Linked DNA regions of Mus musculus: all the other regions are linked to region 2. Evidence: chromatin contacts called from public ChIA-PET, Hi-C, HiCAR-type and promoter capture Hi-C data. All regions are on one chromosome and are shown on one strand. The core of a region is the stretch at or near the end of the contact, and the rest is flanking DNA. Distances in the headings are between cores, read along the strand shown. Region 1 holds the start of Lbh (limb-bud and heart). Region 2 holds the start of Ehd3 (EH-domain containing 3). Region 3 holds the start of Yipf4 (Yip1 domain family, member 4). Region 4 holds the start of Ypel5 (yippee like 5). Region 5 has its middle 22 kb from the start of Ypel5. Region 6 has its middle 32 kb from the start of Gm23649. Region 7 holds the start of Lclat1 (lysocardiolipin acyltransferase 1).

Evidence for each region. Promoter capture Hi-C pulls out the DNA fragments that hold promoters and counts their contacts. Hi-C and Micro-C count contacts between places; a contact is called where the count stands out from the background. ChIA-PET counts read pairs in DNA pulled down with a chosen protein or histone mark. HiCAR-type assays count read pairs that join an accessible place to other places. Capture Hi-C pulls out chosen DNA fragments and counts their contacts.
Region 1: a contact with region 2 is called in an RNA polymerase II ChIA-PET map of memory CD8 T cells, with 205 read pairs. The contact joins the promoter of Lbh here to the promoter of Ehd3 in region 2. A contact is called at or near these places in 11 of 39 promoter capture datasets (the 3T3-L1 cell line, the C10 cell line, cranial neural crest and 7 more), 4 of 484 Hi-C or Micro-C datasets (CD4 T cells and CD8 T cells), 10 of 115 datasets of contacts at active chromatin or transcription factors (astrocytes, double positive thymocytes, memory CD8 T cells and 7 more) and 1 of 9 other capture datasets (adipose tissue).
Region 3: a contact with region 2 is called in a promoter capture Hi-C map of pancreatic islet. The contact joins the promoter of Yipf4 here to the promoter of Ehd3 in region 2. A contact is called at or near these places in 1 of 39 promoter capture datasets (cranial neural crest), 2 of 115 datasets of contacts at active chromatin or transcription factors (astrocytes and memory CD8 T cells) and 1 of 9 other capture datasets (pancreatic islet).
Region 4: a Hi-C map of uterus shows a contact between it and region 2, with 4 times the contacts expected there. The contact joins the promoter of Ypel5 here to the promoter of Ehd3 in region 2. A contact is called at or near these places in 11 of 39 promoter capture datasets (the C10 cell line, HPC-7-derived erythroid cells, cranial neural crest and 8 more), 6 of 484 Hi-C or Micro-C datasets (CD4 T cells, CD8 T cells, cerebral cortex and 3 more), 13 of 115 datasets of contacts at active chromatin or transcription factors (the NIH/3T3 cell line, SST interneurons, bone marrow-derived macrophages and 10 more) and 3 of 9 other capture datasets (adipose tissue, embryonic stem cells and liver).
Region 5: a contact with region 2 is called in a promoter capture Hi-C map of hippocampal neurons, with 6 times the contacts expected there. The contact joins the enhancer-like site here to the promoter of Ehd3 in region 2. A contact is called at or near these places in 6 of 39 promoter capture datasets (embryonic stem cells, hippocampal neurons, liver and 1 more), 1 of 15 datasets of contacts at CTCF or cohesin (the NIH/3T3 cell line) and 1 of 115 datasets of contacts at active chromatin or transcription factors (astrocytes).
Region 6: a contact with region 2 is called in a HiCAR-type map of astrocytes, with 4 times the contacts expected there. The contact joins the enhancer-like site here to the promoter of Ehd3 in region 2. A contact is called at or near these places in 3 of 39 promoter capture datasets (the C10 cell line, hippocampal neurons and stem cell-derived epiblast-like cells), 2 of 115 datasets of contacts at active chromatin or transcription factors (astrocytes and pancreatic cancer cells) and 1 of 9 other capture datasets (adipose tissue).
Region 7: a HiCAR-type map of astrocytes shows a contact between it and region 2, with 3 times the contacts expected there. The contact joins the promoter of Lclat1 here to the promoter of Ehd3 in region 2. A contact is called at or near these places in 5 of 39 promoter capture datasets (the 3T3-L1 cell line, embryonic stem cells, hippocampal neurons and 2 more), 3 of 484 Hi-C or Micro-C datasets (CD4 T cells, memory CD8 T cells and muscle stem cells) and 3 of 115 datasets of contacts at active chromatin or transcription factors (astrocytes, memory CD8 T cells and pancreatic cancer cells).

Annotation. Positions count from the first base shown.
Region 1 is chr17:72,917,037-72,919,740 of GRCm38.p6, reverse strand. It overlaps Lbh (limb-bud and heart), which reads right to left and starts at 1,436. Exons shown (of 3, transcript NM_029999.4): 1 at 1,163-1,436. The coding sequence starts at 1,188. Gm30375 (predicted gene, 30375) reads left to right here and starts at 1,586. Exons shown (of 2, transcript NR_168598.1): 1 at 1,586-2,704.
Region 2 is chr17:73,803,441-73,806,140 of GRCm38.p6, reverse strand. Ehd3 (EH-domain containing 3) reads right to left here and starts at 1,300. Exons shown (of 6, transcript NM_020578.3): 1 at 672-1,300. The coding sequence starts at 898.
Region 3 is chr17:74,488,124-74,490,908 of GRCm38.p6, reverse strand. It overlaps Yipf4 (Yip1 domain family, member 4), which reads right to left and starts at 1,416. Exons shown (of 6, transcript NM_026417.4): 1 at 1,115-1,416. The coding sequence starts at 1,193.
Region 4 is chr17:72,835,370-72,838,113 of GRCm38.p6, reverse strand. Ypel5 (yippee like 5) reads right to left here and starts at 1,486. Exons shown (of 3, transcript NM_027166.6): 1 at 1,323-1,486.
Region 5 is chr17:72,812,830-72,815,529 of GRCm38.p6, reverse strand. No RefSeq gene overlaps it. Among named protein-coding and RNA genes, the nearest start is that of Ypel5, 22 kb to the left of the region's middle. Within about 2 kb of position 1,444, at least 15 of the 459 cell types and tissues checked have an H3K27ac peak or open chromatin away from gene starts, as enhancers often do. A contact at or near this core is called in hippocampal neurons, where this site is marked.
Region 6 is chr17:72,954,339-72,957,038 of GRCm38.p6, reverse strand. No RefSeq gene overlaps it. Among named protein-coding and RNA genes, the nearest start is that of Gm23649, 32 kb to the left of the region's middle. Within about 2 kb of position 1,293, at least 55 of the 459 cell types and tissues checked have an H3K27ac peak or open chromatin away from gene starts, as enhancers often do. A contact at or near this core is called in astrocytes and pancreatic cancer cells, where this site is marked.
Region 7 is chr17:73,106,614-73,109,336 of GRCm38.p6, reverse strand. Lclat1 (lysocardiolipin acyltransferase 1) reads right to left here and starts at 1,352. Exons shown (of 6, transcript NM_001177967.1): 1 at 1,181-1,352.

The DNA of each region.
Region 1 (2,704 bases), core at 187-2,686, 890 kb after region 2:
GAGACTAAGAAAGGGTGACTGTCATGGGGGCAAGTTTAGGGTTAGAAGCTAGACTTTAACAATTTCCTCCCTAGTCTGGAAAAGCTGCCTCCAATCCCTGAAAGAAGAGAGTCAATAGCATTACAGGGTTAAGACCAGGGTCGTCGTCTCCTGTAGCGGCGTCTGTTCCTTTTTGGAACTGTGGCGCGGGCCCAAAAAGTTAAACTGAGAAACACGAACTTTCAGAGTTCCTGGGCTAAGCAGAATAGCGCCGCTCTCCCCGGGTTCAGACCTTGCATTGGACCCGGGTCTGGCTCTCCAAGGCTGGCACCTGCGAGCGCGCTCCAGGACCACGGGTGCTCGCCTCCCTGTAGCGCCCCTCCTCTACACCACAGCAGGAAGGAAGAAGCAGCTGGCGCGCACGTCCCAGCAGCTAGGGGCCTGTCCCCCATCCTTCTCGGCTCTGATCCTCCACACCCGATCTTCCCCGGCTGCAGGCAAATCTCTGCAGCCCCCGACTCAGCAGTGGCCGGCTTCTTCCAATCTGGCACTGGGAGAGCTTGCTCCTTCCTAGCCCCGGCCCTCCACAAAGGCGCGTTGGATTTAAGGGACAACGGAGAGGGCAGGGGTTGTGAGGGTGTAGTTTGCACCCTGATGCTTGTGGCTTGTTTGTGCGGAGAGCGTCTCCCCAGCATCCTCCCTCCCCCAGAAGCTCTGCAAACCCAGCGGCTGCACCAGCTCGGCCCCTCTGCAGCCATCCTCGACGCCGAGACTTGCGTGCAAACAAAAAGGAGAAGGGGAGGGGCCCGGGAAACCGGAGCCCCCTGCACCAAGCAGGACTCATCTCCTGTGGCCCTCAGCGGACAGGGTTTCCTTAGGGGGCTTCAGGTGGGACCCCAGGTTCTCCCCACCCAACGCCACCATATCCACGCCCTCTGGCCGCCACTTAAGTGAAGGTTCCGAGTTCACTTCCTTTGTCTGGATGCTCTCAGCACCGCCTCCCCCAACCTCCAGCTTTGCAACCTTGACGTCGACTCCTGCAGGGGCTGAGGCTGGCGGGTTAACCCGCACTGGGTGTCCGTGCCACTCTCCGGCCTCGTACCCGGAGCCGGCACTAGGAGGCTGCCGGGCTGCGCAGCCACCCGGGTTAAACTGGCGGCCGCCAAAGGCGCAGGATACTCACCAGTGAATGGGGAAATATACAGACATGAAGTCCTAGGGGAGGCTGACCCACGCCCTTGTGATTAAGAAAAACAAAACAAAACAAAACAAACAAACAAACAAAAAAAAACCAGTCACTGAGTCCTGAATGAGATTGGCAGGGGCGCAGAGGAGAGCAGCGGGCAGCCGAGAGCGGGTACTGGGCTAGCGCCGGTCCGCCTTCCGGAGACAGCCTCGCTGCCAACGGCGTAGGCAGTGCAGACCAAGCTCTCCGCTCTCCACCGATCTCCGGGTCCCACAAAGAGCCCGGGAAGCAGCATTTATAAGGGAGGGGCGGGGCTTGTCGGCGAGCGGCCCCGCCTCTCCTCGCCCACTCTTAGAATAACGTCACCAAAATCATGAATGGCTTCAGCGCTCATAGCTCCCGCGGGCGGCGGCGGGGACCAGCCGGGCTCTGCACCCTGCCTGAGCTGGCTCCCAGCAGCTACGAGCCCGCCCCCCTCCCCACCGTTGACACACACGCGTGTTCCCGAGCTGGAGTTCAATGTCAACGCAGCTTCCTGACCATAAATCCGCAGCGTCCGCAGCCCCCTCTCTGAACACAGGGACTCTAAGGGCTACGGGGATGGGTGGGCGTGAGGAAGGAATGGGGGCCCACGCGGGAAGAGACAGATCGCCGGGGGAGGGCGCCATTCTTCCATCCGAGCGCCCGCTGTCGGGTTCTCTGTGACTTCCACATCTCAGGACCCTTCACTGGTCATCCATGCAAAGTAGGCCTCTCTTGGACATTATCGCCTGTGGCATCCCGATCGTGGCGGGGCCGGGGGAAAAAGGAAAAGATGGGAAAGAAGGCTGCACAGCTGCGGGGCTGGAGGCACCCATGCCGGAGGGGGCATTGTTGGCTTTCTAAAAGTCTGCGGTCCTGGAGTCCATGGAGGGTTCTGTTTGTGGGAGAAAGGATGTGGTGTCTTACTAGGGTTTTTCCGTTGCGCGAGCGCGCTTGCGTGTGCACACACACACACACACACACACACACAGAGTAGCATATACGGTTTGCATTGGGAGTAGAGGGTGAGGAGAACGAGCGGAATACAAGTACACCCGGCTAGCCTTAGCTCCCAGAGCCCATCTGATAGAAAACACAGAGTTGAGAGACTGACTCCTTCATAGCCCAGGAATTGCAGTTCCGGTGTCTATCTTGGAGACTAAACTGCTGTGCAGCCCCTACAGCCAGGAAGAACGGAGTCTGACTCAGTACCCAGCGCTGCCCCGCTGTGGCCTCTGTTTCAATTACTCTTGTAAAACAGCTTCCTAACCTTGACCTATGTGCATAAAGGGACTGGGGAAAGGGAGAGCCGTGGTCGAAAACTAAACACAATTAAATGTGATTTAAAATAAGTCTGCACCCTGAAAGAAAAGCGTACTGGTTATATCCAGCAAAAAGCTGCTGGCATCAAGAGACGAGTTTTCAGTAGCAGGGGCCACGCGGATGTTGAGAAAGAGGACCTCATAATTTTCAGCATCTACTCTTTCTAAGAGCAACTTTGCAATAACTGCTTTCCCA
Region 2 (2,700 bases), core at 51-2,550:
ACAGGCACCGAGGGCTGCTTCCATCTTGTGCAGCTCTAAACCATCACGTATCCTCCCATCACCTCTGCTATCTCACCTGCAAAGTCAAGGGCCAGATGAGGCATCTTAGTATCTCCTCTACTTCTGTAAGCTGCTTTATTATTATTATTATTATTATTATTATTATTATTATTATTATTATTATTGAACTATTAAGTTCAAAGAAGAAACTTATTAAAAGTATTCTGCTTCTCTAAGAGACAGCCCTAAAAGCACTGTCAGAGAGAAGGAAAAACGGTAAAAGAATAAATGACCCCAGGGTCTCCAGTTCACCCCCATCCCCAGGCCCGCGACCATGAGAACAACTCGGCTGCAAAGGTAAGGCTCCCCGGGATAATCCCAAGCCCTTCACGAGATAAGAGATTCTAGTCAAAAGGAGGGTTACGGTATCCCCACCTTCATTAGGAGTCTGGTTCCTTCTGTGCCTCAGTTTCAGTGCCCAGATCAGACAACAGGGATGACTCTTAATAAAATGACCAGGGCTAAGAACTGAGGAGGGACATCATATAGGAATCAATGGGGGACTCGGTAGTAGGATCAACTTTTGAGGCCTCCCACAGGGATTTCTTCAGAGCCCTTAATGGAAGACTTTCCACGTCACCCGGAAGGCTCAGCACCCAGATGAGGCTCACCTGATGAAGGTGGTCTTGCCGGTAGAGTACTGGCCCACCAACAGGACCATGGGCTTGTTGTCGAAATCAGCATCTTCCAGGGCGGGCGAGTGGAACTCGTGGAAGCGGTAATACTCTTCCAGAGGCAGCAGCTTGGTCTTGTAGAGTTTTTTGAGTCCATCGCTCACCGTCTGGAAGACCTCAGGGTCCTTCTTGCGGCGATCATCGTTACCCAGCCAACTGAACATTGTGACAGCTGGGAGGAAGCTCCCGGGAGTGGCACCCGCCTAGCTCGAACAACGCCGCCACTACTGCCTTACCAGAGCTCGGGGCTCAGACGCACCATGGCCCGGGCTGCCCCAGCTGCTGGATTCAGTCCAGTCCCAGGTTCATCCACAGCCCGGTTGGAGAGAAGGATGCTGTGGATTGTGTCAAGAGAACTGCAACCTTGGAAATTAAAGACAAACCTGCCGGGAAGCCGAAGCCTGAGTTCCAGGTCTCCCCAGATAGATGACTAAAGGATGCTCGAGCTCCGCTACTGCGGAGCCCAGGCTGCGCCGGGTAGGCAGCGGCTCACACAGCTCCGCATCCGCAGCAGCATCCCGCCGCCCCCGGCGCGCGTTTAAATGCCAGACGTGCAGGAAGTCCCCGAGAACTGGCAAAACCCGGCCAGCTCCACGGTCAGGGCGACGCGAAGCCAAGGAGGGCGCCGCCATGTCTATGGGCAGGCGCTCTGCGGCCGCGCGGACTCTATCTGCAAAAAGCTGCTGCCAGAGTCCTGTGGGAAAGCGCAGGCATTTCTTTCCCAGCCCTGGGGATTTGACTTGGGAGCAGCGCCCTCTCAAGGACGGAGACTAAGACAGCCTTGACCTACTCTACCGTTTTGAGACTCAGTTCCTTTGGTTACTGAGGTCAGTTCCCTGGGGATACTAATATTGGGACCCATTTGGGGAAAATTCTACTGTATTTTCCTTGGGGCATGGAAAGAAGGTGCCCCTGACAAGTGACATAAAATAACCAAAAAATCAGTAACTTATCTTTTCACCAGGCCTGAGGTGAAGTGAAAAACAAACAACAAACAAAAACGGCTTTCCTCTTTCTCTCCTCCCCCTCTCTCCCACTCAATACGGTAGGTAAAACCAGCAAAACACACACAGGCAGGGAGTGCTAAGGGGCAGCGACCTAATTTGACACAACTACATACAAAGCTGAGTCTTTGAGGAGCCTTTTAGGAGATGTAGCAGGGTAGAATTACAACAGACACGAAAAGAGGCAGGCAAATTTCTGAGTTTGAGGCCAGCCTGGTCTACAAAGCGAGTTCCAGGATAGCCAGGGCTACACAGAGAAACCCTGTCTCAAAAAAAAAAAAAAATTAAATTAAATAAAAATAAGAATAAAAAAAAAAGCAAGCAAGCAAGCAGAACCATCTTTTGCTTTTTTCGTGGTCAATTTGAAGGCATTACAGGAAACATGGCTGTGAGATGTCTCTTCAAGGATGAGCTGAGAGAAGACTGGAAGGCATTTGAGGTCACATAAAAAGCCTTCTTAAAAACAATCCAGAGCAGTGTAAAGATTTTGGCAGAGCTACATCCAAAATGGTAGATCGTGAAATGTATGATGGGAACAGGCATGGAAGAATGTGCACACCAAGATAGGAGCCAAACAAGAAATGGGAAACCCATAAGAATATCATTACCAATAATTGCTATGTAACAAAATGCTCACCAAGCACAGGGGTTGCTGAGATCTCAGGAAGCAACATTGTAGCGCCCCTCTGAGGAAGATCGTGCCATTGCCAGCAATGCCAAGAACAGTGATGAGACATTGGCCAGATGTGGCAAAGGGTGGGGCAGCAACAAGGAACAAAGTCAATGACAGTTCTAGAAGGATTCTAACCAGTGAGGTGGCAAGCCTTTCCTCTCTCCTAAGGCAGAGGGCTCCCACTGCCCTCCCTTCCACCAACAAGATAAGGAGCTAATGGACTAGGTCGAGCTGGGGAGTCTGGGAGCATCGTCTGGAGGGGTGGAGGCTGGGAAACTGCAGAACATCA
Region 3 (2,785 bases), core at 167-2,666, 680 kb before region 2:
TTCTAGCCGGGCATGGTGGCGCACGCCTTTGATCCCAGCACTCGGGAGGCAGAGGCAGGTGGATCTCTGAGTTCGAGGCCAGCCTGGTCTACAAAGTGAGTTCCAGGACAGCCAGGGCTACACAGAGAAACCCTGTCTCGAAAAGACAAAAAAAAAAAAAAAGAAAGAAAGAAATCAGATTTCTGAGAAAACTCACGTTCATCTTTAAACTGAAATTTCTTTTCTACTTTGTTGAGACAGGGTTTCAGTATGTAACCCCGGCAGGCAGAGAACTTGATAACTGTGTAGTCTAAGCTGGCCTTTAATTCAGGTATCTCTCTGCCTCTGCTTTTCAAGTGCTGGGGTCGAAGGGGTTCATCACCAGGTATTTCCATGTCTATATCGAAATCAACTTGTTTTTTCATATTGGGCAGTCAAAAATCTGGTCCCTGGTAAGTAAATAAGATTAAATAAAAGCAAAATCCAAAACCAGGTTACAAGGAGTTGAACTAATGAGGGGTGGGGGAAATTTCCCACAGTAGAAACGTTTTTTGTTTTTTTTTTTTCTCCCTGTTTTTGTTGTTGTTTGTTTTGTTTTAAGCAAGCACAGTCGCTTGCTCCAAACAGTACAAGCCAAGTCTATAGACACTGTTGGGAACACTAAGTTGAATTCCTCAAGTTTCAAATGCTCCTGAATACAGTTTTTTGAACACTGGGACCAAACACTACAAACTGTGTGGACCCAGGGATCTGGGCAAGAAATCAAGTTCAATTAAAAATAAATAAATAAAAGCACGTCTCCTTTCAAGTAAGTTTTCCATAACCTGCCAAAAGTCACCTCAGTCGGGAAGGTTTTCCTATTAATAGCAGAGCCACACAGCCCCACTTTGTTCTCCCTTAGATCCCTCACTCTTTTGAGTAACTGCGGAGCGGAGTTCAGAAAGAACTCCTTCCACCAGATCGGCGGGTTCCCTGGTGAACCAGGACACCCGGGGACCCCAGCCCGCAGCGCCGGCGCCCCGCACCCTGCCTCGTCCCCAGAGGCCTCCGGGAAGGCCCAGGGAGCACAGGGGCGGAGTCCCCCAGCTCTGCCAACCCCCCGCCCCGGAGCCCCGGAGGTCAGCCTCGGCCTCACCTTCCGCGTCCGCCGAAGACACAAAGGTGAAGTCCCCGTTGGCAGGCGCATAGGCCGGGGGCGGGCCCGGAGGCTGCATCCCGCCGGCCTCGGTGCTGACGAGCGGCTGGGCCCGGGGCTCCGGGACGACCTGCTAAGGGGCGGCCTGCGAGCCAGGAGGCGCGGGCTCGGCCGAGGGAGGGGACGCGCGAGCTAAGCGCAGCCTCTGGCTGCCGACCAGGTCGCACCCGAGGCCAGCCGGTGGCGAGCACCCAAGCACCACGACGCCGGGGCCCTGACAGGACCATAACAGTGACAGCGCCGCCGGGATTGGCTGTTTGTAATCTGCTCGACTATTGGCTCCCGCGAGAAGATTCTGATTGGCTGTTTCTGTGTTGATTCCGGAAACCACTCCAACACCGGAAGTGGCCTCTGAAATCTCTGTTCCGCCCTCATCAGCTGTTTACTTAAATAATTCTGTCTACCTTTTTCCCTGTTTGAGTTTTTATAAACATATCTTCTTCGTTGTTGTTTAACACAATTTGAGAGCTTAGTCGTTTGATGGCTCACGCTTGTAATTCCCGGAACTCCTAGAGAGGCCGAGGCAGCATTGGCAAAAAAGTGAGGCCCTTTTTTTTTCAAAGGAAAAAAAAAAAAACAACACACACACACACACACAACACACACACAAACTACTTAAGTTTTAGGACTTCAACCCCTCATTTCCGACCACAAGATTCTGCCACAATAATTCTATATATTAATTATATAGGATGTTTACGAAATTATGTGTCGTGACAAAGCTTAGTCTCCTTATCAACAAAATTAAGAGGCCGGAGAATGGTCATTGTAAAGCTGTAAATTTCCACCTACGGTTTAAGTACTCTGGCCAAATTAATTTATGAAGAAGGCAGCAGTCCAGAAAGGATAAATTAGGGCAAAGAAGCCCTTGCTTTTTGCCTGCTGCTGATTTCATCTGTTCCCTAATAAACTACCCAAAGTTTGCAAATTCACCTACGTTTTTATTATTTCTTTAAGATTAATTTATTTATTTTATACAAGAGTACACCACCATTGCTCTCTTCAGACACACAGGAAGAGGGCATTGGATCCCGTGACAGATGGTTGTGAGCCACCATGTGATTGCTGGGAATTGAACTCAGGACCTCTGAAAGAGTATTCGGTGCTCTTAACCACTGAGCCATCTCTCCAGCCCGGTTTTTATTTTTAAAGGCTATGCGTGTGTGCTTGAGGGTATGTGTGTGTGCAGATGCCTGCAGAAGGCACAAGAGGGCTTCAGATCCTTCAGAACTGCGGTTCCTGCAGACACCCAATGCGGGTTCTGGGAACCCAAACTCAAGTCTCTACAAGAGAGCAAGAGCTCTTAACCTCTAAACCAACTTCCTAGTTACTCGTCTATGTTTATAATCTTAAATTTTGCTTTTCATTTTTCTAAACTTCTGTATATGTGTGTATGTTGGTAAACCGAGTGCCACCCACATTCCTTAGCCTGGTACTCCCCTAGCCCAGCTTTGTTAACAGCGACAGCAGCCATGTCATCACCAGCGGCCAAATTCAATTTATTTCCACTGTTACCACAGGTGGAGTAGTCTTCCTGTGTACATGTGCCATACCATTTATATAGGCCAAGCCTTCACAGCTTGCCACTGTGCATCAGAGGCAGCCTTTTGT
Region 4 (2,744 bases), core at 237-2,736, 970 kb after region 2:
TATGCACCCAAGAAGATTTCGACTTTTTCTATGTTGTAATGCAGTTGCAATCCCGCCTATGGGGCTATGCAAAAAAAAAAAAAAAAAAAAAAAAAAAAAAAAACCGATCTGATAAGGTCGGTTGACCTGAACCAGCCAAGTTCAGTTATTTTCCAAAAGCAAGGCAAGCCTGAAATTACTTTCAGATTTTCCATCTGTCAAAAGCCACCAGAAATAAAAATCCTCAAGATTTCCAAGAGGGCTCTGGAAACAGAAACAAAAAGTTTAAAAATAAAAAATAAATGAGTCGCACACCTTTCCTTCCTGTCACTCCAAAAGGAGATCAGTCTGGCGTCCGGATGAAACAGACCTGGGTACTACTGCGGCTTCCCACTCCCGCTGGCAACACTCAGGCTTCCTACCAACCTGCACAGCAGCGTGGAGTAACGGGGTGTGCAGGAGCGTGCCCACCGCAGCCAGCAGGAAAGAGCCTCCCGGTCCGCTCCCCGAGCAGCACCGGGGTCTGCGCCAAGCCGACCGCCCGCAGCCGGCCCAGCTGATCGCGCCCACGTGACTCCCTCCAGCCAATCGCCCGGCGCAAGGCGGAGCGCGCGGCGGCGGCGGCGGGGCCTCCTCGGCACAACAAACACAGGCGGAACAGCTGGGCAGGCGCGGGCGACCGGGCGCTCGGCACCCGCAGGCTACCGGGCAGTGTTCCCCACGCCCAGGGTCCAGAGGGCAGCGTGATAGGGGCTAGCACCGACGAGGCGGGCACGGCCCACAGCCCAGACACCCGAGCACGAGTCGAGCCTCCGGAGCGGCGGGGCGGGCGGGGTGCGAGCGCGGCCCTGGAGCGCGGGCCCGCGGGCCGGCCCCGAATCGGAGCCCGGGCGCGCCCCCGACGCTGCGGCGGGGACGGCGGCTGTGGGGGCGGGGCGGCCTAGGAAGTGGGGGTGTCACGGAGAGAGCTGTCTGCGGACCGGCGGCCCAGGCGACAGGCGCCGAGGGCGGCGGGCGGGCGGGGGCCGCGGGTCGCTAAGGGGGTCGCGGCTGTTGTGGGCTCGCGGAGCGCTCCGCTGCGCGGCGGGGGCGGGTCGGCGGCGGCCGCCGCGCCACAGCCTCACAAAGAAGGACCGCCCGGCCCGGCCCCGCGGCCCCACGGCCCCACAGTCCTGAGAATTGCCCTGGTGGCCCGGCCAGGACCCTGGACGAGTGGAGAAGGGGAAGAGGCACTTCCTGCCTGGGCCCCCGCCCCGGGCCGCTCCCCGAAGGCTTCGAAGCCGCCGGCCCAAGGGCTTCGAGCCCCAGCCGACTCCGATCCCGGCGCCCACCGCCGTACTCACCGGCGTGCTGGGAATCGGCGCTGCCAGCAGCTCTTCGCTCCTCAGCTGGGTCGAAGCCCACCTCGGCCTCCCAAGTCTTCAGGTTTAGTCAGGCCTTGGCCCCGCCTCTCCTCGGTCGGGCCTCGGCGTCAATCACCGGGCGTGGCCCCGCCCTCCCTTCAGGCGGCTCTCCCGGTTGGCCCGCAGCGCCCTTCATTTCTAGGCTCCGCCCCTCTCCCTGGCACTCTGCCCCTTCCGCCGGGCCCCGCCCCTTCTCGGGCTCGCCCTCCCCCCACCCTTGCCCGCTTACACTCCGCCGCCCACCCCACCCCGAAGCCGCAGCGGATGGGCGGACTCCTCGCCGCTCGCCCCGCCTCTAATTCGACACCTTGCATCCTTACGGCCAATCAAGGAGGCTAAGTCTGCCTCCTCGGCCGAGGCGGCCAATGTAGTGAGAGTGAGGACCCGCCCCCCACTCCCAGCTGAGCGCACACAACACAGCATCCACGTGAGTCAGCTTCTTAAAGGAGACGCCTCAGCCTTGGTAATTGCGGCAGCTGGGACTCATTGCCCGTCATCGGCGTCACCTGCTGGCGGCTGAGGCCATAGCTTCCTGATAGCCAAGGAAGCCTAGAAGAAGCGAAAACAAGAGGCTGTTTTCTAGTCAACGCTGGTATTGAGGTTAAAGGGCTACCTAGGTTGAAATGCCCGTTTTACCATCCCATCAGGCCACTTTCTCTTGGCTTACACGAATTGCCTTAAACAAATCCCGAACTCTTTGTGTCTCGGTATATAGGAATTCATTGTAAACAAGGTTTTTTTCAGCGTGCTTGGTTCTATTTACAAACTTTCCAAGTTTTCTCTTCTCTTCCCTCTCTCTGTTTCTGTCTCTATCTCTTTGTTTTTCGAAACAGGGTTTCTGGACAGCCTGGAACTCACTCTGTAGACCAGGCTGGCCTCGAACTCAGAAATTCGCCTGCCTCTGCCTCCCAAGTGCTGGGCTTAAAGGCGTGTGCCACCACGCCCGGCCCAAGTTTTCTCTTGACCGTTGAAGTAATTCTCAAAAACTTAAGTCTTTTATGTGGAGATCAACTGTCTTGTTGAAAAAGACAGCTGTCCCCTTAGCCCTCCCTCACCATGTTTAAGATAAGTTGGAAAATTTTTGCCATTCCGTTGGCTTTCCCAGGTAATTAAATCTCTGTTGGCTGTCCATAAAGATGACAGAAATACCTCAAAATATTTCATGTATTAAATAAACATAAAATATATAAATTATACACATATATATATACTAGCACTTGAAATTTGTAGCATAGAATATGTGTTCTGACAAAACCCTGATACTTAACCCTAAATCCTTCAGTACTTTTCATTCATTTATAAAATAAAGAGTTACTGTGGCCTGGTTTTGTAGAACATGCCTTTAGTCTAGAGTGAGTTTCA
Region 5 (2,700 bases), core at 195-2,694, 990 kb after region 2:
TTTCATATTAAGAAGATAGTGTGTGTGTGTCTGTGTTTACATTTGGATACCTGAATTATAAAGATGTGTGTGCACATGTGTAAGGCCGGAGAGCTTGATATTTTAGGCTAGTCTGGTTATTGTGTCCCAGGGATCCCCCTATCTCGACCTCCCCAGTGCTGGAATTGCATGTCTTACCATCCCCTGTTCTTTGACACGGTGGTAGGGATTTGAGCTCAGATCATCCAGCTTACATGGCAGAAACCGTGCGTGCATTCTGAGATCTCTCCCCAGCCCCATTTAGTTCTTTGACTCCAGCAGTGGTGAAAAGTCTGGGGCCATGGCTGGGAAGTAAAGGGAAGCCGGGAAGCCACAGCACTTTCCAGCCTCGCATGCATGCGTCAGGCCTGCTGGAGCAAGACCCTGCTCACGAAGCATCTCGTAACTCCTTCTAACTGTGCCCAGTCTCTCACTCTGTGCCCAGCCCACAGAGGTAAGGACCAGCGGCTACGGAGAGCAGCAGCAGGTGAAGCAGACAGTAGAAACCTGAAGTAGACAGAAGATGGAGTCTAGTCTGTGGCCAGTGGGAAGCAGCGAGAGCTGCCCCGAGGCTTGGTCGGCTGCTGGGATCTATCAGGTACTGGTCCAAGTCAGGGTCTTGCCTTGGGAGTTGGAAAAGACTTGTTAACGTCATCCTTCAGTCTGGAGGCTGTGGAGCAGCCCTTGGTCTCTTCCTCTGTTTACATTAGTGTGTGTGTGGTGGGCACACATGTGGAGGTCAGAGGATAACTCCCCTTCCACCACAGGGATGGAGCTCAGTTGTCAGGCAAGCATCTTTTCCTGCTGACCCATCTACAGTTACAGACAGTTGTGAGCCATGTGGGTATTGGAAATTGAATCCTGAACCTCTGATAGAACAGCCAGTGTTCTTAACCACTGAACCATCTCCAGCCCCTCATTCCAGTCTCTTGATCACGATATTATAGTTATTTACACCACAACCCCATAAAGTGTCTACTTCCTGGCTCACCATATTCCTACTGAATACCACAAAATGTAATCTTTTCCACAGGCCAACATTTTCCAGAAGTCTTCTGCCCATAGTTAGAAGTCTGACGTCTCTTGTTCCCCTGAGCTTCTGCTATGGAGCCATTTCATCTCTCCGGACGTGGTGGGAGACCAATTTGTTGCTGTTTTCCTGAGCTTTGGCAGATGTCAGTTCTGAAGTCTTCTATTCTTAGTACCCCGGGTCTGTGGTAGAGCAGGACAGCTCGTCATTCCGCACTAGGGAAGAATGCTCTAACCTGCCACTTTCTTAGCATCTTAATGTATGCATCCTGCCTGAGTGTGTGACAAGCTGTCACCAATCTTCCTGGAGGTTGGCAGGGAAAGGTTCAGTGTACTTGCTCAGACTTAACTCGGCACCCCTCGAGCACACACTTCCCCTGTCGGGCACTAGATGGCAGCCTTTCCCCCCCTGATGAAAGAAAGTGCACAGATCATTCAACTGGCATTTGGAAGCCCTAGCCATCCATCTAGGATGATCGGAGGGAAGCTAAATATGTGTTTATGCAGCAGATCTGAACGGTCAGGCCCGTGTGAAATGGGGAGTGGTAAAAAGGAAAAACATAAACCTAGCCTAAAAGCCTCTCAAGCATTTGCAATTTGATGTGGGAAGGTCCTGCTATTTCACCACAGGTGGTCTGCTTTCAGGATCGAATAGGAATACCTGGCCATGGATTCTATGTAGGGAAGGAGGAGAAAGCCTCCTGGAGTTAGACCAAGTGCAGTGTGAGTTAATTACAGCTTTGGATCCCTGCTGAGAGAACACCAATATTCTAGCTGACCTAGGGACTGAGGTTTGTCTGGCAAAGCATGCTGGGATGTCCCATTCCTCAGGCCAGTGATTCTTGTCACCTGCAGTGAGCACAGCCCAGAGCCCAGTAGCAGCTGCTAAATTGCTGTTCTGAGAGCACCCTGTGGGGCTGGAGCTGGCAAGGGGAGAGAGAGGATGGATGAGGAACCTAGCTGAGAGATTAGCAAGGACTCACCCTCTGCGCAGGTCCAGTGGGAGCCACAGGCTTTCCAGAAGAGCCATTATTTAAGAAACCCGTTTTAGCTGGGCATGGAGGTACATGCCTTTTAATCCCAGCAACTGGGGAGGCAGAGGCACTCAGATCTCTGTGAGTTCAAAGCCAGCCTGGTCTACAAAGTCAGGGCTGTTACACAGAGAAACAAAAACAACAATAACAAAAAGACACCAGTTTTTTCTTTAAGCATCTGTCCCACATATGTCCCTGTGACTACTAACATGGAAAGTTTGAGGCCCACAAGGCTTGTGTGACTGACCTAGTTTTAGTGAGGGATGAGCACATGGCCTGTCACCAGCCATACTAGTGAACATAAAGAACTGCAGTACTCAGGAGCCCTGGAGGTAAGGGGCTTTTTGAACTTGGGCAGTTCTAGCTGTCTGGAATCACTCCAGGACTTCTTCTAGCAAAGATGGGGTTTATTCTGCATATAACAGGCTGCTTTTATTTTGGAGACAGGGTCTTACCATGTAGTTCTGGCTGGCTGAGAACTCACTATGTAGACCAGACTGGCTTTGAACTCACAGATATCTACCCATCTCTGACTCTCAAATGCTCTACCACACCTAGACCCAGCTAACAGGGTTCTTTTTGATAGTATTTATTTTTAAGTGCTAGAGAGACAGAGAGA
Region 6 (2,700 bases), core at 44-2,543, 850 kb after region 2:
GTTGATAGAAAAGATAGACTCACAAGAGGCCAAGTTCCCGCCAAGCCCCAATCATAGGCACTTGTTCTGAGCTTAGCCTGGTCCAGTTTTCTGGACTGGGAAAGAGAAGCTCTGGGGAAGGAATGTGGTACCTCTGACCTGGGACAAGAACCCACTGGCCTGAGTATGTGAACTGCTTCTTATTTTTCCAAGCACCCACCAGTTTTCAAAGATCAAATTTTAGAGACTCACAGAAAGTGTAAGGTGTGACAAAAGTGTCCAGGAACCAAAGGTCTTCTCAGACAGCAAGTGTGTCTAGTGTAATGTTCCAATTTCCCATCCCATGACCGAAATCTGTAATCAACCTGTTGGCATCCGTGGAGAAGATGTCTATAGGTTCCATTGGGTTCTCAAGTGGCTTCAAGTCCAAGCCCCAAATGCTTTAAAATTCCTTGTGCATTTACAATGTGACCTTAGCGATCAGCTTTTTAATATCTGCCCAGTGTTCAGGTGCCTGGGGCCTTGTGGATTGCCTCAGATGATATAGTAGAATGCATAAATCTGGTGGCTTAACAGGTACATCGCTACCCTGGGAGGGAGGGTACCCTGTATTGTCAGCATCTTCCCATATTATTCTTAGTGAAACAGAGAGAGAGAGAGAGTGTGTGTGTGTGTGTGTGTGTGTGTGTGTGTGTGTGCGTGCGTGTGCGCGCGCGCGGGCGCGCGTGTAATATGCATGTGGAGGCTGGAGATAAATATCTGGTACTTTTATTTGTTTTGAGTCAGAGTCTCTCACTGAACCTGGAGCTCACTAGTGTGGCAAGGAAAGCCAGCCAGCAAACTCCAGGGATCCTCCTGGTTCAACCTTCTCAGACCTGGGTACTCAGCCTTTTGTGTATGGGCTCTGCAGCTATGGGATAAAAGTCTTCATGTTTATGTAACAAGGACTCTATCACCCAAGCCATCTCCCTAGCCCAATCGACTCTTTTTCCAACAGGCATACAACAGTGATGGTGCCATTTCATGTGACAGCAGTGTCTCCTTGTTGACTTCTATGTCCTCTCATTGTGCAGGGCTTTCATGTATGTGTGAATGACATGCCCACGTCTCCAGTTTATCTCTGAATATAATGTCACTGGCTATCAAAGGATGGTTCTCCAGTCCCCTCAGGTCCCTCTGATAGTTCTGCATGGGTCGTTTTAAGATGCAAAGTGAGTCTTGTGTGGTCTGCATGGGGTGGCCTGCCAGGCTGGCCAGGCTGGCCAGGCTGGCCAAGCTGGCAAGCAGCAGACACTCAGCCCTGCCCTTCCCCCTGCAGGGCAAGGATACAGGAAGGAGAGGGCCACAGTGAATGTAATTTAAAGACTCCACAGGGTGACTCAGACATTCCACCAGCACTTTTCTTTTCCCTTTGTGTTGATGTGTGCAATGTAATTGTAGTCATTTTTTCCAGCATTGATAAACAATGATTATCCATGGCAGATTATGAACTGGGGCCGGCAAGAGCAGTGCATGTGCCAGAAATTCTCTCTCCCACCAGCAACACCTAAGACAACTGCCCAAGCCTGGGGGTTTCTGGTTTCTTGATCCTAGGGGTTTCAGCAAGGGTTTAGAGTGTGGGTGTTGAGAGGGCTCTGTTGAAAAGAGTGGGAAAGAAGGCAGTTGAGGGTTGAGAATTCTGGCCTGACCCTGGCCCTATCCCACACTCCTTTGTGCCTGAGTTGAAGGATAAATACAGAGATGGTGGGGTTGGCAGAGAAAGGCAGCTATCGGGAAAGAGACAGAATGCAATACTTGGCGAGTACCTTGTACAGGCCAGCAGCTCTGCTAACCAATTCTTCCAGCAGGCTCTATTTCCTATCATCTCCACAACAACAGAGAAGTGCCCAATGCCGTCTGCATATTCATGCCCGATGTGATCTAACAACAAATAGTTCACAGACCCCTCTCAACACCCTCAGCCTGGATTGAAACTGCTTTTTAAAATTATTTCTGTACTAAACCTATACACATGGTTGTTCCTGTCGTTATTCAGCAAATAATATAGTATAACAATTATTTACATAGCATGCACATCGTGTGAAGTGTTGTAAGTAGTCTGGAGTTGACTCAACGAGTACAGAAGGACTTGTGTAGCTTCTATGCAAATACTTCACCACTGTATGTATGAGAGTAGAACATCTTTGGATGTTGGTATGTGGCCGAAGAGGGTACTAGAAACAGATTCACGGCCTTCTTCCAATTAAGAGCTGAGGAGTCTGAAGCAGAAAGAGCTATGTCACATGGCTGCTCAGTGAGCAGGGAGGGAATCAGGTTTGGAACGAAGATCCTAGAATTCCAAAATCTGTTTTCTCATCCCAGCAAAGACTGCTTTCCATCAGCGTCTGGCCTTGCTGTATCCCTGTAAGGAAGACAATCGTATATCTGAAGCTATGGCAATGTGGGAGAGCCCTGGATAGTAACTCTACCAGCTACTAAGATGCTGGCTGCTAACAAAAAGCTGCTCTACCCATGAACTGGTCACTGGGAAACAGATGTTCTAGGGAGTGACCAGAGGCAAAATTGGCTGGAACGTCACCAATATCTGTTTTCTCTGTTGTCCCAGAGGCAATGGGACACAGGGCTCCTTAGAGTATCAACACAATTGCTTTACTTGTCATTCTCCAGAGAAACAGAACACACACACACACACACACACACACACACACACACACACACACA
Region 7 (2,723 bases), core at 103-2,602, 700 kb after region 2:
TTTAATACATGAATTTTGCAAAGTCTTTCATCAAAATAGTATTTTAAAAAGTAGCCCATCCAACTCTTTAAACTTTTTGTGACAGGGGGTTTCTTTCCCGAAACACGTGATGGGTATGAATGGGAAGCATTTTATCTTGGTAAGGCCTTCACCAATTTCTTTTTCAATACTTTCCTTGGACTTAACTGAATGTAAAACTCAGCTCTGTCTACATCCAATCAGAGGCGACTAAGCCTTCAGGCAAGAACCAGGAAACAAAACAGCTCCACAACCACAAAGAAACACCTTATGCCTTGTCTTTATTGCTTCTGGTCAAACATAATCTTAGATGTTAAGATACAACTTGAGAAGCCGGGCGTGGTGGAGCACGCCTTTAATCACAGCATTTCGGAGGCAGAGGCAGATTTCTGAGTTTGAGGCCAGCCTGGTCTACATAGTGATACAAAGTGACAGCCAGGACTATACAGAGAAACACTGTCTCGAAAAAAAAAACAAAAACAAAAACAAACAAAAAAAGAACAACAAAAAAGATACAACCTGAGAGACCAAACCTGCCAGGTGGGCGTGGTGAAGCACGCCTGTTATCGCACCAATACAAGGGCAGAGGCAAGGACCATGAGAGGCCAGCCCTTAGCTAGAGCGAATGCCAATAAAAAGGAAAATTGGACTCGAAGTCAGCCTTCAATGTGGCCTATCGTTCTTTCTGTGGCACTGCCACCTAGACCTAGGGCACACCTCTGTCACCTGCAAGAAACAAACTGCTTGAACCCTGAAAAACTCTCTTGTGGGCCGTTCACGTGGCGACCCCTGGAAAGCCTTGTGCTCCTGGAATCTGGACCCTGACACACCGTAGGCGGTGTAGGGGGACCCGGCAGCTCCCGGGTTTCACCGAGGTGTGGTGTGGACAGGAAGGTGAGCACAGAAGGGGCACCCGACGCTCCTCGCCCCCGCATCCTGATCAGCTCTGGAGGCTTCGGCCTCCCTCCCAAGAGCCGATCGCCCTAAGCCCTCCACCCAATTCCCGCCAGTGTCCGTCCCCCAGGGCCCACCCGAGGAGGCCTGCTCCGGGGAAAAGCCGCCGAGCCGCAGCTCTCCATCCGCCCACTCGGGAAAAAAAAATCCCTTGGCTGCCGCCATGTTCCCGCGCCGAAGCCCACACCTGACACCGCGGGCCGCGCACCTGGGACACACCGGGGGAAACGCGCGACGTCGCGGGGACACTGGGGCGAGACAGCGACTCCACGGGGGTCACAACCTGGGAGAAGAACCCGCCGCTAATTCATCCCGAAGCGGGGAGGCGTCGAGCCCCGTCGCCTTAGTAATGCGTCCCTCCGGGCTCCACCCTGATTGGCTCCTGGCGCAGTGACGCAAGGCGTCTCCGGCTGCGTGGGAAGCCCTTGAACCGGGCGCTCCGCCCCTGCTCCGCAGTGGGGAGAGACCCCGGGCGTCGTCTAAGCTCCTTTAAAGGAACCGCGCCCCAGATCAGTGTGGCCAGGCGCAGATGCCTGCCAAAGCTGGTAGGGGTAGAGGAGCAAGAAACCAAAAATGAGAACTCAAGCGGTGGTCTCCGGGGAATCTAGTGGTTGCGTAGGGGGATGGCAAAGCTAGAGCACTCATTTGCAAGCCTAACGTTTACGTCAGGAATCAAAGGGCAATTTAGTATCCAGCCAATTCTAGAGCCTGAGTTTCTGCTGGCACAAAACTCAAGACACCTTCAACGCCTGAGGTTACCTCATGGAAAATAAATCGGAGGCAATCATTTACAACTCTTACTTTCTTGCCTCATGTAAAGAGCAAATGATCACGCAGTCAGTTCTAGAGCCAGGTTCCTGATGGTGTAAAACTAAACGCACCTTCATTCAACCCCTAAAGTTGCAGGATGGAAAACGCAGAGACACTAAATGACAAGCGTTATTTTCTTGCCCCAAGTCAAAAAGCAACTCCAGGTTCTGTGGTGCGCAACTGTTGCTAATTCGCAGTGTTTGCTCAAGTCTCAACGTTTCCTCTTCTGGATGGCCCAATCAGTTTTTATGTTGCTGTCGGGTTTTTGTCGTTGTTGTTGTTGTTGTTTGGTTTTTTGGGTTTTTTTTTTTTTTCTGTTTGTTGGTTTTTTTGGTTTTTTTTTTTTTTTCTGTTTGTTGGTTTTTTGGGTTTTTTTTTTTTTTTTTAAGTTTGGTTTGGTTTGGTTTGGTTTTGTAGGACACTCTTTTGGAAAGGTCTTTGTGCCTTTCTACAGTGTTGGATCTGGCTCCAAACCTACCAGACTAAGCACCTGGATGCTAGAGACTGGTTAATTTAACCTCTTTGCGTTTCCCCTGCACAATACCTTCTTGCTGACTTTTAACAGATAATAGACATCTTTAAAAATATGAAATGTCCACACATAGCCGACAGAGCCTTTCAACAGCTTTTCATTTATGTTTATTCATTTAATCTGTTTATTTAACATGAAACAGAGAGAAATGAATTTTTAAGTTCAGGGTAGCCTTGTGTGGTAGTACATGCCTGTAGTCCCAGCAGTCCCCATAACAGAGCCAGGAGACTGCCTCTGCAAGACTCTAAATTTTAAAAAACAAATGCAAGGTGCCTTCGCGCTCAGAGCCAGCGTTACCTCTCCTTTACCTTTATTCAATACTTAAGTGTTTGAGATGTGCCACAATTGTATTAGAAAACAGAAAATACAACGAAGGAAAAAAAGCAGCACAAAAATGCAGTTATCCCTC